2 separate regions of the Canis lupus genome follow, and region 2 is linked to region 1. A link is a contact called in public Hi-C data. All regions are on one chromosome and are shown on one strand. The core of a region is the stretch at or near the end of the contact, and the rest is flanking DNA. Distances in the headings are between cores, read along the strand shown. Region 1 holds the start of SLC12A6 (solute carrier family 12 member 6). Region 2 holds the start of EMC7 (ER membrane protein complex subunit 7).

What was found. A called contact is a pair of places that touch in the nucleus more often than the background predicts.
Region 2: a Hi-C map of amygdala shows a contact between it and region 1, with 4 times the contacts expected there. The contact joins the promoter of EMC7 here to the promoter of SLC12A6 in region 1. A contact is called at or near these places in 4 of 9 Hi-C or Micro-C datasets (amygdala, blood and skin fibroblasts).

The regions. Positions count from the first base shown.
Region 1 is chr30:1,041,044-1,045,224 of UU_Cfam_GSD_1.0, reverse strand. SLC12A6 (solute carrier family 12 member 6) reads right to left here and starts at 1,410. Exons shown (of 26, transcript XM_038579902.1): 1 at 656-1,410; 2 at 1-268. The coding sequence starts at 256.
Region 2 is chr30:1,220,877-1,224,915 of UU_Cfam_GSD_1.0, reverse strand. EMC7 (ER membrane protein complex subunit 7) reads right to left here and starts at 1,324. Exons shown (of 5, transcript XM_038579909.1): 1 at 998-1,324. The coding sequence starts at 1,230.

The sequences.
Region 1 (4,181 bases), core at 161-2,660:
GGGGGTTAGAATTCCGATCACTGGCTGGATCCAGGGCAACAGTGGCTAGAGAAGTGGTGGCTCCAGACATCTCACTCATAGGCTCACTGCGGCTTGTTTCAGGCACACTTTCCCGTGAGCTAAATCTTACTCGGGAACTGGATCGGGAGCTGAGGTCCGGGCTGGTATCTGACAAACCTGGAATGTCATCAATCTTCGTTGGTGTCACCATGAACCGCACTGAAGCCATCTTGGTGGTGGTTTCTGGAGGATGCATTATTCTGTTTTCCTTTAGAAGAACAAAGAAAAAAGGAAAACCCCGCAAAATCCTTCCTCCTACGCGAGCTACTTTTGGTTGCAAAAATAGAAAAACTTAAAAAAAAAAAACCCTCAATAATCTTGATTTACACCACACAAAAAGTCCCAAATAAGAATCCTACGACTCAGAATTCAGATTATCTTAGAAAGTGCACTACTAGTAAATATTTAAGAAAAAAAAAAAAAAAAGGACAAAACGTTGCCAATCTCGTGTAACTTCGTTCCTTCAGAAAGAAGAGTTATCTAGCTGTCTCCCCTGGTCCAGGGCTGCAGGCTCAGTGCCATGGTGTCAGAGAAGCAGGTGAAGCCCTTCTTCCCTCGACCCCCAGATTTCCGCCGAGGTAGTTAAGTCTTTTACCTGGAAAATGTCCCCCGGTTCTCGTTGAGCAAAGTGCGCGCAGGCCCACTCTTATTAGGCGAATATAGCACAGATCAGATTGCAAAACGGTGTACACCCGGCCACCTGTTGTGTATCAGGTGAATACCCCACAGGTCTGGCTGGGAGGTGTGCGCAGAGCCACCCGGTGTTTTTGAGGCCAGTAATCCGCTTGGGTCTGGTGGGAGAGATGCGCATGCATAACGGGGAAAATACCCCACACTCTGGATACAAGAGAATAAAAAGGGCGAGCAGAGGATGCCTCCTAGGGGTCTCGTCTTCCAAGTGGCCGGCCCGCTCTTCTGGCAGGCTGGCCCTCGGGATCCGGGAGGCGGCGGCTAGAGGGCGGATCGGGAGCCCTCGGACCGCAGCTCCGGGTCGCGGCGGGTCGTTGCTAATCCACCGAGCGCACGTCGGCTCGCCGGGCTTCCCCGTGCGTGTGCCAGGACAGGCCACCCCTTCGCTTCCTCCCCCACAGGGCCGCGGCGGGGTCTGCCCGTCGCCGTCCTTCCTTCAGGTCCCAGCGAGGGAGAAGCTGGCCTGGCAGGCCGGCCCGGGCTGAGCGCAGCGGGCGGCGGGGCGAGGGGAGGAGGAGGTCGCAGGTGCGGGACACCAGCGCCAGCTGAGGCGGGTGCGCGCGCAGCTGTTGTTTACCAGCCGGTAACTGTTTCGCAGCCGCGGCGCGCGCCGGAGGGCTCGGGCTGCCGGGGAGGCCGCCCCTCCGCGGGCCGACGCCAGGGCAGCCGTTACGTGACCTCGCCGCCCCCAGCCCCGGGCCCGGCGGGCTGTAAGAGCGCCGCCGCAGCCCCTCCCTTCCCTCCCCACTCGTTCCTCATTCGAGGTTAACGGTCCGAAGAGAAGCCGGGGGAGCGGCCGGAGGGCGGTACCGTCCCGCGAGCGCCCAGGAGCCCCGCCCAGCCTCTGCAGTCTGCGAGCGGACGGAGAAGCCTACGCGCATGCGCCGCGGGGTCGCGGCGGGCCTGAGGAGCCAGCGTGCGAGGCCCGGAGGACGATGGGAGTTGTAGTCTGAGCGTTGGGGCCTGAGCTGTGTGCATCTGAGAAAACCTTTTTCCTCTGGAGGACTACTGCTGCGTTGCACAACCTCGCTCCGGAGGCGTTGGGAGGGCTGACGGTGCCTCTTGCCCTCAGAACCTCAAAAACCATATTTTCAATAAAAGCGCTTAAGATACCGTTCGTGATTTCTTGAAAAATCACAATCCAGCTATACCATATGTCTAGGTATGACCCCTATTGAAATTTTTAAGACGTCTGTTTCTAAAGCACCGTATTCTCAAATTTATATATTTTGTGCTAAATTTCTTTTTCTTGTCCTTAAAATGTCTTTTTACCGTAGGTGCATATATCAGCTCATCATGTGGTGCACCTTAAATATATACAATTTGGCCAATTATACCTCAATGAAGCTGGGGAAATAAATGCTATTTTCACTTTTTAGTTAGATTGAAAGTTCAACTAAAGAAAATGTCTGCAATTTTAGGCCTGAAGAAAACAATCAGAATCTTTTTTACTCTGTTGCCAGTGTTTTCCCTACTACTGCCACCAGAATATTTTTTCTTAGCATGTTCAATACATGAATAAAAGTGTTCCATAAATTTTGATTCATCAATGTTTTGTTTGAAAGTTATTTCCTATAGCTTATCTGTGCCCTGAGTTTGCCTGGGTCCTGACACCTTACAAATGTAAGTGTTTAAGCATCATCCTTAGCAATGAATCAGAACTGTACTGAAAATCTGAGCCAGGAAATTTTTTTTTCTTTTTTAAATATTTTATTTATTTATTTATTTATTCATGAGAGACACAGAGAAAGAGGCAAAGACACAGGCAGAGGGAGAAGCAGGCTCCATGCAGTGAGCCTGATGTGGGACTCGATTCCAGGACCCTGGGATCTTTACCTGAGCCAAGGCAGGCACCCCCAGGAAATTTTCTTTTATCAAATGACACAGAAAATTATGGGGATCCCTGGGTGGCGCAGCGGTTTGGCGCCTGCCTTTGGCCCAGGGCGCGATCCTGGAGACCCAGGATCGAATCCCGCATCGGGCTCCCGGTGCATGGAGCCTGCTTCTCCCTCTGCCTGTGTCTCTGCCTCTCTCTCTCTCTCTGTGTGACTATCATAAATAAATTAAAAAAAAAAAAAAAAAAAAAAAAAAGAAAATTAAAAGTCTGGTTAAAGGTAGCCCTGGTGGCCCAGTGGTTTGGCGCCGCCTGCTGCCGGGGGTGTGATCCTGGAGACCTGGGACTGAGTCCCACATCCGGCTCCCTGCACAGAGCCTGCTTCTCCCTCTGCCTGCCTGTCTCTCTCTCTCTCTCTCTCTCTCTGTCATAAATAAATAAATAAATAAATAAATAAATAAATAAATAAATAAATAAATAAATAAATAAATAAATAAATAAAATCTTTTAAAAATTAAAAAAAAAAGTCTGGTTAAAAAGATCCAGTAATCAAAATGTAAGAACAACTTTTTTGAGATATACAGTTCGTAAATACTGAAATGTTTAGAAAACAGAAACAAAGCAAAAATCCAAAAAAGATCCAGGTAACAACATGAGAAATAAATTTTCATTTAAAATGTAAACCTCCTTGTGTGCCTAGGTGGCTCAGTCAGTTAAGCATCTGCCTTCAGCTTAGGTCAGGATCCTGGGGTCCTTGGATTGAGTCTTCCATCTGGCTCCCTGCTTCTTGGGGAGCCTGCTTCTCCCTCTACCTCTGCCCGCTACTCCTTCTGCTTGTGCTCTGTCAAATAAACAAAATCTTAAAAAATAATAAAAATAAATAGTAAGGGCAGCCCGGTGGCTCAGTGGTTTAGCGCCGCCTTCAGCCTAGGGCCAGATCCTGGAGATCCAGGATCCAGTCCCGTGTCAGGCTCCCTGCATGGAGCCTGCTTCTCTCTCTGCCTGTGCCTGTTCCTCTCTCCCTCTCTGTCTGTGGATCTATCATGATTAAATAAATAAAATCTTTAAAAAAATAAATAAAATGTAAACCTCCTTAAAGTTTAATTCTCTTTGAAGCCTGTGATTAATAACTCAGGCTCACAGCTTTCCTGTGAATTCTTCCTTCCTGAGGTATTAATGTTTTCTCAGCCTGTCCCACTACTCATTCAAATCTGACTTTCTCTCTTTTTTAAATGAGGTATGCCTGTAATTTATTATTCAGATTCCTCTGCAAGATTGAAGTCTTTTTCACATAGTATTACCATGCTCCCTGTTCTTGGTCCTCTTTTCCAAGTACTCATTCAAGCATTTTCTTACCTCCCAATTGAGGTCATTACAATGACCAAAAAAATCTCAGAATGCTGAGGTGTTTATGAGATTCCTTAAGCAAGTTTATCAAGACATTGCATTCTTCAGTGTGCAAGTGTGGAGATAAGCCAGGATGCATCTTTAGGAGATGATGAAGTAGAGCAGAACCACCTTACTAGAGGCCACACAGGGGCCAGGCCAGCTCCGGGTGGCAGCGAAGGCTCCTGCACTCTCCACAGCTAACCCTGCT
Region 2 (4,039 bases), core at 75-2,574, 180 kb before region 1:
ACGCCCTGGGCTGAAGGCAGACGCTCAACCGCTGAGCCACCCAGGCATCCCCCTAAATATTTTTAAATTATTTATTTATTCACGACAGACACACACACACACACACACAGAGGCCGAGACACAGGCAGAGGGAGAAGCAGGCTCCATGCAGGGAGCCCGACGTGGGACTCGATCCCGGGTCTCCAGGATCACCCCCCGGGGCCATCGGAGCTGCCCTAAATATTTTCTTTCAGTTCAGTTTCACACCCCAAGCAGCGAATGAAAGACTTAAAACATCACAGTTGTGTCTAAACATCTGAAAAGCAGGTTACTGCAAAACTGGAGTGCTAATAAATTCACCACGTTCTTTAATAGAAGTTGAAATCCCATTTTTACAATGAGCTAGAAAAGACTGAACCATGTTAGCAAATATGGAGAAACCCCAGTCTCACACAAATGCCCCAAATGTAATGTTGCAAATCCCTCGATGAATTCAACTGTAAAAAAAGAATAATCCCACCTCCAGGCAAAAAAAAAAAAAGGTGCTTTGATTAGGGACTTCAGGGCCCATTATTTTCAGAAGCAGCAACATTAGCCTCCCAGTCTATGCCATCATAGAAATCCTTTGGGCTTTGAGAATTCCCACTCGCTCAGCATATTTCTACACAACATCAAGCTGCCAAAAGACAGAAATGAATGCAAAAGTGGCCAGATTCGGGGACCCCTGGGTGGCTCAGCGGTTGGAGTGGTCGACCCCGTAACAAGGCAAAAACGGAGTTGAAGAAAACTGACCCCCCCTGCTCCGCCCTGGGACAAGCACCTGCCACCCTCGCTTCCGAGGTACGGGGAAACGGGGTGATGGGGAGGAAAGGGGAAGCGCGGGGCTGCCCCCCAAGGTCTCCCCGCACAGACCGCTACCGGCGCCCACCCCTTCGCCCTCCGATACTTGGCTCGCGTAGGGGCAATTCCTCTCTAGCGTCCACGCCAACCGCTTTCCCGCTGCCCACAGGAGGCTCACTTAAGAAATCCGACATGCTCTTCTCCGTCTACCAGCACTCGCGCCGCCGAGATCCAGTCCTGGGGCTTCACCCCTGGAACAACCGCACGTCCCTCAATCTTGAAGCGGTCTCCTGTGCCGACCCCAATCCCGCCTGACCCATCGGCAGCAGCCCCAGGCAGCTCCGAGCTCTGGGCATCCCCTGAGAGCAACAACAGGAGGAGGGAAACGAAGCCCCACTGCACGGCCGCCATGACAGCAGCTCGCACCAGCCAGGCCTGCAGCCCAGGAAGCCCTAACCGTCCCCCAGTCTTCGCCGCCGCCGCCGGCCGATGTCGTCATCACTGCGCGCAAGAGGCGGGGGCCGGCTCGAGCTGTGGGCTCCAAGCCAAGGGAAGGAGGCTTGCGCCAATCGCTTGCGAGGCGGAAATGGGGCAAAGTACTTCCGGCGCGCGGGGCCGGAAGGCGGTCTGAGGCGAGGGTCGGTGCGTCCCGTCGTCGCTCCACCCACCGAGCGGCAGTGCGGCCCTGTGCGCGGCGGCGGCGGCGGCGGCGGCGGCGGCGGGACCGCGCCGGAATGGGAGGCTGTGAGGCCGAGAGCGACGACCCTCTGAACCGGTGTCTGCAGATGAGGCCCCGGCTTCAGGAGACGCGGGTCCGGAAGAGAGCGCTTAAAAAGTTGTAGGGATGCTCCGAGACGTGCGAGATGCAAAGGCTCCCGCTTGTGTGCGAAGGGGATGACGTCTGTGCCTAGAAGAGTGGGGCAGGTACACAGACTGTTCACTGAGGGTCGCCTCCGGTGAAAAGGGAGAGGGTTGAAGGCCGCTTACCCGCACGACACCGATCCCGGTTTTCAGGGCTTTACCGTAAACAACGGCGGGGGTCGGGGGAACCAAGCTAAGATGGCAGAGAGCATCTCCAGTATTTTCACCTTCTTGATGACAGAAAGAGAAAAGGCTTCTGCCTAAGATTTCTGTTGGTTATAAACGTTGTGCTCTCGATGACACATTTCTGTTGAAGATTATCGAGCGAAATGCGTGTTTCTGTTCTGTGAACTCTTAGACTTAGCTTCCCGAAGAAAAGTAACAAAAATTGGGAAAAGGGATGGAAGAGCCAAATACTCTTGAGCCCCTGGCAAGGGTTAGAGACGCGGTATCCGCGGCCACCCGTGCTCTGTCCTCGGGAGCGCCCGCAATTGTCGGGCGGAGGTACTTCCCCCTTTCTTCACAGTTGATCCTTGGAAGAAGCAGAGCTACTGTAGAAAGGTTATCATGTGTTATGGCCCTACCCTCGACCACCTCCTGTCAAAACTGTACTAAACCATGAAATAAAATTTCACTTTTCAAGAACGATACAAAATTTACAAACATGCCAAAATAAAAATAGCTTCATCCCTAAATGTTCACATATTTTTGGTGATCTGCTTTGCTGGTGTCTCAGACATGTTAATTTGATTAATAGGTAATCAGTGGGGATCCCTGGGTGGCGCAGCGGTTTGGCGCCTGCCTTTGGCCCAGGGCGCGATCCTGGAGACCTGGGATCGAATCCCACATCGGGCTCCCGGTGCATGGAGCCTGCTTCTCCCTCTGCCTGTGTCTCTGCCTCTCTCTCTCTCTGTGACTATCATAAATAAACAAAAATTTAAAAAAAATTTAAAAAAATAGGTAATCAGTGTTGGTCTTTTTTTTTTTAATGATTTTATTTATTCATGAGAGACACAGACGCAGAGACACAGGCAGAGGGAGAAGCAGGCTCCATGCAGGGAGCCCGACTAGGACTGGATTCTGGGACTCTGGGGTCATGCCCTGGGCGGAAGGCAGACGCTCAGCCACTGAGCCCATGGTGCCCCCAGTGTGGGTCTTAATACCATATAGGAGCGGTGGAGTTTACTTTTTTGAGGGGCAATGTGGAAGAGGACCAGCAGCAAACAGCAACTGAGCTCTCAATTTCTTTCTCCTTGTTCCCCTATCTTATTGTCACTCTAATGCCAAAGGATCTAATGATCTGAGCCCCTCGAATGCCAGGCTTCTACCTCCATGGGCACAGCTGGAATAGAGAAGACTAAGGAATGTTTTCTGGTAGTGTGAAATTCTATGACCGCTGGTGTTTGCCAAGCAAACCGTAGGAACTGCATAGGTTTCTAACTCTAAATTATACAAGAGTAATTCCATAATGTATCCCTTGAACTCATGCCTTATAAAAGAAAGTATAATTATAATGAAATATTTTAGAAAAACTATGTCCTGGACCTACTCTGTTTGTCCAGCCAGATGCACTCTACCCCTCACTCTACTTTGTGCCTTAGAAGGCAGGATCTTGAAGGATTGCAAAAACTTGGTTCCTTGACTTCTGGAGGAGGTATATGGAGGACACTTCAGTTTCCTTTACTTCTGCCCATACTTGGAAGAAGTTCAACGAAGGAATAATTTACAATAAGTCCTTCAAGTCTTCCATCTATTATTTCCTGTCAAGATCTTGACCCATATAGATTTCGAACAGACTTACTTACCTTGATTATGGAAAATACTGTTAAAGTGAGAGGTGATCCGTTTATTATCCAGGCCCTTTGGTTTTCTCTTTCTCCTCTCTTTTTTCTGCCTAGCTCTTGGCTTCTTCATATCATGGCCACAAGGGGGTGAACAAGGATAGGAACAGAGAGACAACCCTCAAAAAAACCACACTAGGGCAGACCGGGTGGCTCAGCAGTTTAGTCCGGCCTTCTGCCCAGGATGTGATTCTGGAGACCTGGGATGGGTCCAGCGTCGGGCTCCCTGTGTGGAGCCTACTCCTCCCTCTGCCTGTGTCTCTGCCTCTCTCTCTCTCTGGGTCTCTCATGAATAAATAAATCTTAAAAAAAAAAACAACAAGGCACTTAAAATGTTGGATTGTACCAGCAGAGGTTGAGCCTGGGTTTTACAGGTAGTATTTATTTCCTTTTTTAAAAGGGTGTTATGGGGATCCCTGGGTGGCGCAGCGGTTTAGCGCCTGCCTTTGGCCCAGGGCGCGATCCTGGAGACCCGGGATCGAATCCCACGTCAGGCTCCCGGTGCATGGAGCCTGCTT